Linked DNA regions of Mus musculus: all the other regions are linked to region 1. Evidence: chromatin contacts called from public HiChIP or PLAC-seq and promoter capture Hi-C data. All regions are on one chromosome and are shown on one strand. The core of a region is the stretch at or near the end of the contact, and the rest is flanking DNA. Distances in the headings are between cores, read along the strand shown. Region 1 holds the start of Serinc1 (serine incorporator 1). Region 2 has its middle 7.6 kb from the start of Gm23058. Region 3 has its middle 15 kb from the start of Gm23058.

Region 1 (2,700 bases), core at 114-2,613:
ATCCTGCATAGGCATGGCCAGAGATGAACCTAGATTCTGTCAAGTTGACAATACTAACTGTAACAGCTAGTGTCTTCACAACTTATACTGAAAACAGAGTTTTACACTTGGGCGAAAGAGTATAGAGGTCACATTATCAATCAGAGGAGGTACAAATAGCCTCTACGTGATAGTTTATGTCTTGAAATGTTGGGCTCTACTTTCAGGACTCTTGTAACTACAATGGTTCCCAGTCTTCCATATCTATCTCCAACTACAAATGGACTCACTGAACATTTTGTAGCTCTGTGTGTTCTGTTTTTTTCTTTTTGTTTTTTGTTTTTTGTTTTTTGAATCTTGAACTTCCAAATACTAGGGAACGGATACCAGAGACTTTACAGATTTGCATGCTCAAAACACACAGGCTGATTATCTTCTGTTTTCAATTTTATCCCCACTCTTTGGTCTGTGTTAGTTAACAGTTGTAGTTCTGCCAGATTGATAAGGGTTACTCCACCCCTCTATATGCGTTTTTTGTCAATTTTATGAGACATCTTTATTTTAAAATATTTATAGTAATGGGTATTTCAAAGTGATGTCTGTGTACCAAACTCTTCTCATGGAATGTTTTCAAGGGCAAATTACAGAAAAATAAGAATCGACACTTTTCTATGAACACAGCCCAAACATACACATCAAAACAAGGATGTCAATTGTATGTCCGGATAGCTGTTAATAAACCCCTATACTATAATAAATGTCTTAACTAAGTGAACCCTTTTTCAAGTACATGTTAAAATGTGTCTCAATAGTAAACAAAAGAACGGAAAGGCCCAAACTTGCGGGGGAAATACACACACACACACACACACACACACACACACACACATACACACACACACACACACACGCGCGCATATATATATACGGACACATATATATGTACACACAGATATATATTATATACATATATACATACATATATGTATATATATGATATATAACATACATACACACACACACACACACACACACACACACACACATATATACACACACCAGTGAAACTTGTTCCACATAGTGGCTGCAGGAGTAAAATATGTATGTTAGTAGAACAACAACAAAGAAAACAAAACTAAAAAGGGGACTTTAGTGGAAATGAGATGGCTAAATCCCAAGAGGAACCAAAAAACAGTAACAGTAGCTCTTCTAACGTCCAAATTCAAGACAATGACAGAGGCCTTCCCTAACACAGTCTTCTTTACTTGGCAAAGTAGGCCCACTCCATGAAGCCACAAATCTAGCATCGCTGAAGACCACGCCCTTCCTCTCGGCGCATTGCGCACGCCCGGCAGCAGTCACCGGGTCCAGGTCTGAGCGGAAGTGACGCACGCGAAGCTGAGGGGCTTGTGCGTCTGCGCCGGAAGTGCCTGCCAGACAGTAAATAAGCCCAGAAAAAGGACGAAAGAAGCTGTCTCCATCTTGTCGGCACGCGCCGAGCTGGTGACGCGGCGGCGATGGGGAGCGTTCTGGGGCTGTGCTCCGTGGCGAGCTGGGTAAGGCGACCTGGGGCTCGCGGCCCGTGCGAGCTGGGTTTATCCGCCCTCCTCCGGTCTTTGCGGCTCCGCTTCGGGGCTGGAGCCTAGTGAGGGTGAGGCCGGGCGGAGCGGGGCGTCTCCCGAGCAATGGCTTTCTCTCTCGTGGGAGCCTCGGCCGTCGCCGTTCCAGCTCCTTCCTCCCACGGGCACTGAGTTTCTCCTTGTCACCCCGATTCCGGCGACCTCGCACTGCGGCACTGTCATTCCCGGAGGCCTCTTTTGTTCTGACACGCAGCCGCCAGGGAGTCGGGCCCGTTATTTGGGACATCTCGACAAGTGTCGACGTAGTCTTACCGGGTTTTTTTTGTTCTTGTTTTTAATACAGAAGTCAAATTCCCTTACTACGTACCTTTTTCGGTTTTGTTTGCTTTGATTCTTATATTTCCAAATTTATGTTTCTAGAAAAGGTGTTCAGGTCTGTGGGTACTGATTTTTTTTTTTTTTGACGTAAAACATGAACGTGCAATCTGAAAGTTGATGCTATAGGAAGGGTATGTTGCATTTTCGTGAGGCAGTACAATCCTCTAGAACAGTGGCAAGATTTCGTAAACCAGATGGCACAGATGACCCCGTTCTCTAATAGACAAAACATTGGCAGAGCAGTTTATAATAAAAAGCTTCATTGCTTTGGGTGAGGTATTTGGATTCAAATCTTATTCTTTGGCCAATGATTTCTAAGTTTAACTCGGAACAATCTTTTTTAACTAAATCATCCCTTTGTGTATATGTAACCAATGTACTGGCTAGTTTACATGCCTCATCATTTGAAAACTGCTTTGGTATGATATGACGAGAATTATGCTTAGTTTTTACTCAATACTGTTTGTAAGTCCAATGAGCTATTCCCTTATATTTTGCTATTTGCAGTTGGATAAGGAAATTTGACCTCGGAGAGCCTAATTGAGTCTGTTGACCCCTTTATACAGAAGGCAAAATTAAGTGTAGTAAAACTTAATAAATAGGAGCTGGGGAGATGACTCAGCTTGCTGCTTTTGCTAGATTATGGAGTTTAGTTACCAGCACCCACACATTCGGCAGTTCACTGCTTGTAACTCCAGTTCCAGGGAATCTCACACCCCCTGTCTACTCTCCACTGACAGTTGGCTCCCATGGGCACATACTC
Region 2 (2,700 bases), core at 139-2,638, 810 kb before region 1:
TTGAACATGACCAGCAGAATAGACTGGGCCATGAGAGGGGAGAGATCGGGGAAGAGCACGAGAGGAAGAAGAGATGGGACCAAAAGAGACCCAAGAAAGCACACGGCTGAAATGGCAGGTTTTTAAAGAATCTGAAACTGGAGGAATAAAGCCCCTGAGCTAGAGAGGTTTAGGGTAGGGGGAGGGAGTGCGGAAGAGCAGAGAGGAGCCACAGGTACAAAGTGAGCTCGGAGGCCAGTGCACACTTCGTTATGCTAATAGGCACTTTAGTTAGCCTTTTATCCTGAATTTCTTTGGGACCTGACAAGAGCCCATTGGTAATGGCTCTGAGGGCTCTCTGACTTCCAGCAATACTTCATAGCAGAACAACTCTAACCCAAATGTTCTTAACTTAAATGTATTCTAACTCAATACTTTGAAACTGAACGAAAGTACTCTTTTAAAAAGTAGCTCTTAAGCCGGACATGGTGGCGCACACCTTTAATCCCAGCACTTGGGAGGCAGAGGCAGGCGGATTTCTGAGTTCGAGGCCAGCCTGGTCTACAAAGTGAGTTCCAGGACAGCCAGGGCTACACAGAGAAACCCTGTCTCGAAAAACCAAAAGGAAAAAAAAATTAAAAAGGAGCTCTTTGTGGAAGACAGCACTGTTTACTTAATAGTTCTAGCCCAAGCCAGAAACATGGGACTCTGTTCAGTGCCTTAATGTTTCTAACTAACCTCCAAAGTGAAGTCTATTATTCCTTTTAAGAGTCTCAGAATCGATGTGCTTTCTTCCCTCCCTACAGAAGGCATTACTGTTGGCATATCATCTCTTGTTTGGATTAATGAAACAGGCTTCCTGGCTTCTGAAGCTCCATCACCCCACCTACTTATGGCTTTCTAAGCCTCCACACACTGACTTCTAGGCTGGGCCTCAAATGTGTCAGGTAACAAATCTTGCTGTCTTGATCACACAACAAACAGCAACTTAGTCAACACAGATACAGAGTCTGATGCCGTCTTCTGGTTACATGACTGCTCATTTTGGTCAGTGAATCTAATTTAACTTACTCAGACTATTTCTCAAACCCTGGATATCTAAGTGGCAAACAAGACTCTGCAGCCAGACCAAATTAACTAAGGCCCTGTAGAAAAATTCCACAAGAACTTCAGAAAGACCAGGAGTTGCCTTGGTTGTTTGCTTTCTTCAAAGTTTTGGAATTCAGCTCTTTCTTCAATTCTGGGAACCATCCCACTATTTTCCACAAAATTCTTCCTTAGTGTTGTTTGCAATAGAGTCCTGTTATCTGTCACAAGGAAACTTAAGTAGCAGTAACACTGTCCTCTGCCCTGCTTCAGCACCCCCACGGCTCCCCCTCCCAGATTCTCAGGCTCCAGGGCAGCACCAAAGCAGCTGTGCTGATCTCCACATCCTGCTTTCTTGTTCCTCTTGGCCTCCTGCCTTCAGCTCTTCCTCCCTAAATGGCCTGTTTGGATAATTTCTACTCACACTGAGGGCTCAGTCTAGATGTTATTTCCTGTGTAGTTTCCCAGAGGGATCTGCCTTATTCCTCAGTAACCTAGCCCCAAGTACAAGTTACTATAAGTAGTAAATGTTACACGTAATATCAATATCTTTACTCATGCCTAGCAGAGACTGGTTCTCCACGAATACATCTCAAAGGAACAAACAAAATTAGAAACTCACATCACTCAAATTAGTATTCACAGTAGTTTAACAAAGTTTTAAAAGTAAATATAGTGGTATGTACCACCATACACATAATTCCAGCATTTAGAAGCAGCAAGGATCAAGTTCAAAGCCAGCCTGGTATAACTAGCAGGTTCCAGGCCAGGCTGTCTCAGACTTCTAAGTAAATAGGGAGCTGGGGAGATGACTTAGGAACACCCAGCTGTACAAGCAGTGGACCTGAGTCTGATCCCTGACATCCACAGAAAAAGGTCAGCATGACAGCCTACGCTTATAATCCCAGCAGTGGGGAGGTACAGGTGGATCCCCAGGACTTGCTGGTTAGTCAGTCTAGACAAATGAGCAAACCACAGGCCCCAAGAAAGGCCTTGTCTCAAGGGATAAAGTATTCCCTACATATACTCGACACTCCCTACACCATATATACACATACATAGAAATAATAAAACAAACTTGGAAGCAAGAGGCTCTAAGCATATGACACTGGCTGTATTTTAACATCAATAATATGCAAAGTCATTGCTCTATGTGTTCACAATTCATAAAAATAATCACCAACCTGTGTACTTAAACTTTGTGCCTTTTTTTACATTGTAACTTATATGCACTGATGAAAAGACTTTGAAGTACATTTAATAAGTGAAAAATTGGTTTACTGATCTTTTAGTTGAAGGTTGTCGTTTCTGATTTTGTGGGGGGGTTAGGTTTTGTTTATATATTTTTATATGTGTTTCTTGTGGTTTTTCCTTTATTTATTTTCATTTATCCTCTAAAGAGAGGGAAAGGTGTGGAGTTGGGCAAGTGAAGAGGTGGGGAAGGTCTGGGAACAGTTGTGGGAGCGTAAACTGTGATCAGAATATAGTGTACAAAAAAATGATTTTCAATTAAAAAGACCCCATATTCCATAACAATCAAGGGATATGTCTACCTAATCTTATACAAGTGTCAGCTGAAGATAGAAGGTAAAGGCATGTTTTAAAACATGAAGAAACAAATTTTTGAACGTAAAG
Region 3 (2,700 bases), core at 191-2,690, 830 kb before region 1:
AGAAACGGGTGGGTTTCTGTGAGTTTGAGGCCAGTCTGGTATACACTGGGAATTCCAAGTCAGCCAGTGCTATACAGTGAGACCCTGTCTTAAAGAAAAAGAGGGGAGGGGCAAGAGAGAGGAAGGAAGGATGGAAAGAAAGAAGGAAGGAAGGAAAGACAGACAGACAAGAAGGCAATATCAACTATTAGAAACACTGTCCAGAACAGGGGGGAAAAAAATCACCAAAAAATGTGATCCACCTGTGGATAATGTTGCCAATGCCTCTGAACTCTGTAAAAGTTTCCTTTATCAAACTTTATAAGACACATCCAAGTGGACCAGCCATCAAAAACAGCCATCAAAAGCTCATGGAGTGCTGGTGAGGTAAAGGTACTTGTATGAAACTTAAGGACCTGAGTTTGATTCCCTAGGACCCAGGAAGAAGAGAACGGATTCCTGTAAGTTGTGCTTTGTGGTGGTCTGAGTAAGAATTCCCTCACACACACACCCTAGGCTCATATATTTGAATGCTTGGTCCCCAGTTGGTGGAACTGCTGGGAAGAGCCAGTAGGAAGGGCTTTGAGGTTTCAGAAGATTGGTGCCACTTCCAGTGTTCCTCCCTGTCTCCTGCTTATAGATCAAAATGTGAGCTCTCAGCTGTTTCTGCTGCCATGCTCTGGCTCTGCCATCACAGACACTAAGTCCTCTGAAATCATAAGCCCAATCCAACACTGTGTTTTGTAAGTTGCCTTGATCGTGGTGTTTTGTCACAGCAACAGAAAAGTTAGTACAACATCCCTTACATGTACCATGGCATGCACACACACAGACATACACAATCAAAACTAAAAGTTCACAGGAATTTGACTGAGTCAGAAACACATCTTCTAAACAACATGGGATCATCTATATTACTAAACAATAAGCAGCAGGATAGGGAGGACAGCAGCTAGAGCCAGGATAGGAGTGATAAAAACTGCAAAAAGGGTGTGGGCTGCACCAGGAAGCAAGGTGGAGAAGCCAAGGTAACAGACTAGGAGGGGCAGAGAGGGAGGTAGCAGGCTCTGGCATTGTTAACATTTTTCTTCACATTCTTTCATGCACATAGCAACAAAACAGACCTGGTGAAGTACAGCCTGAGCTGTACTTTCATGTAGCCATAATCTTGCCCATTGAAAGCTAGCATTTAAGGCCTACTCCGAATCTAATAAAAGTTTTTATAAGTCCACAAAATTTACCAGGCGATCTAAGTTGGTTGAGTGCTTGTCTAGTATGGACAGAATTGTGGGTTCTAACCCTGGTACCACGTAAAAACTGGGAATGGTGGTGCCCAGTGCTGGACAGGTGGCAGCAGAGGGATTAGAAGTTCAAAATCATCCTTGGTGCATGGCTGAGTGCCAGGTCAGCCCGGCTAGGTCAGACCCTGTCTCACAAGGTGTGGTTGAGGCACAGAGATGACTCAGAGGGCTAAGCATTCATTACCTTGCAAGTATAAGGAACCGGGTTTGATCCCTAGAGTGCTCTTTCCTTTGATATATTCACTTGTTTTTGAGATAGGGTCCTAGCAATCAAATATATTATTAAACTAATATAGTCTGTTTAGATACCAGTTTAAACAAGCCAACAATAGAAGCATATTCTTAAAACAAGTGGGGGATGTGATTACAAAGCAGGCATTAAATAATGCTGAGGCATCTCTGCTCTTTTTGTCAGGCAGGACAGCAGTATGTGGTTTTATAATAAAGCATCCATCTCAGAGTCCAACTCTGATACATACCAAGACAGTACCTGATATCTGCTTCTGCTTCTAAATATTTAATTAAAAGAAGAAAAAGAATGTGAAACAAGTTCAGCCACAGAGCAACGACATGCAGGCAGTGAGAGTGCAGAAGAGCCATTTCTTGTTTGTATTACAATATTTTCTTAACAGCTTTCTCTAATGAGGCCTCTGAGGATGTTAACTCTCAACACAATGGCACATATCTTGACTAAGATCAGACATAGTACATTCAAGGACATGCTAAATTCCAAAAGGAGGTCACTAAGAAAGAGGAGAGATCCTTCTAAGTGGAGGAGTAAGGAGTGCCTCAGGGAATAAAGAGCAGGTGCGGAGACTCATAAACTGGGGAGTTCAGAATTCTATTTTGACTCTAGACCACATGATTTACATGTCATGTGGAAAAAAGCTATAAAGAGTGTGAATTCAGGATGGAAAGGATTATAAACGTGGAGATGCAGAATTTGATGGTCCTTCACACAACAGTATAAGCTACAGGAGCAGAATAGAGGCATTCAGTGTGTGTGTGTGTGTGTGTGTGTGTGTTGGGATTGGAGCAGGGTTCAGGCTTTTTCAGGGCAACATGTTGCTAAGAATAAATCCACACAATCAAGAATAGCACATACACTTACATGGGTGATTCCTTTACCTGCTTCTAGCTGAATCATGTCCTGAACAAGAACACTTCGAATCCTGAACAGCTCTCCCCAATCCTCCATTCCTGTCACACCCTGATTTTCCACTCTTAGTAGATGACCCCTTCTACTGTAGAGAAAGTATCCATCTTCCGAAGGTAACCACCACAACTGCCCTCAAGGCCTATTTCCCACTACTCACTATTCTTGTACTGCAAGATGACCTCTATTCCACTGGGGCTCAGTAAACAACACAAAATCCACTCCATGCTAAGTTTATAGAACTGTGGTATTAAAGACAGCAGA

The links. Promoter capture Hi-C pulls out the DNA fragments that hold promoters and counts their contacts. HiChIP or PLAC-seq counts read pairs in DNA pulled down with a chosen protein or histone mark.
Region 2: a contact with region 1 is called in an H3K27ac HiChIP or PLAC-seq map of bone marrow-derived dendritic cells, with 6 times the contacts expected there. The contact joins the enhancer-like site here to the promoter of Serinc1 in region 1. A contact is called at or near these places in 10 of 39 promoter capture datasets (the 3T3-L1 cell line, the C10 cell line, the HPC-7 cell line and 7 more) and 4 of 115 datasets of contacts at active chromatin or transcription factors (astrocytes, bone marrow-derived dendritic cells, large pre-B cells and 1 more).
Region 3: a promoter capture Hi-C map of pre-B cells shows a contact between it and region 1. The contact joins the enhancer-like site here to the promoter of Serinc1 in region 1. A contact is called at or near these places in 7 of 39 promoter capture datasets (the 3T3-L1 cell line, 3T3-L1-derived adipocytes, the HPC-7 cell line and 3 more), 1 of 484 Hi-C or Micro-C datasets (pre-B cells), 4 of 115 datasets of contacts at active chromatin or transcription factors (astrocytes, epiblast stem cells, large pre-B cells and 1 more) and 1 of 9 other capture datasets (liver).

Annotation. Positions count from the first base shown.
Region 1 is chr10:57,531,192-57,533,891 of GRCm38.p6, reverse strand. Serinc1 (serine incorporator 1) reads left to right here and starts at 1,363. Exons shown (of 9, transcript NM_019760.3): 1 at 1,363-1,535. The coding sequence starts at 1,497.
Region 2 is chr10:58,340,624-58,343,323 of GRCm38.p6, reverse strand. It overlaps a transcript of Lims1 not described here. Among named protein-coding and RNA genes, the nearest start is that of Gm23058, 7.6 kb to the left of the region's middle. Within about 2 kb of position 1,388, at least 107 of the 459 cell types and tissues checked have an H3K27ac peak or open chromatin away from gene starts, as enhancers often do. A contact at or near this core is called in the HPC-7 cell line, astrocytes, bone marrow-derived dendritic cells and 1 more, where this site is marked.
Region 3 is chr10:58,363,646-58,366,345 of GRCm38.p6, reverse strand. It overlaps a transcript of Lims1 not described here. Among named protein-coding and RNA genes, the nearest start is that of Gm23058, 15 kb to the right of the region's middle. Within about 2 kb of position 1,440, at least 44 of the 459 cell types and tissues checked have an H3K27ac peak or open chromatin away from gene starts, as enhancers often do. A contact at or near this core is called in pre-B cells, where this site is marked.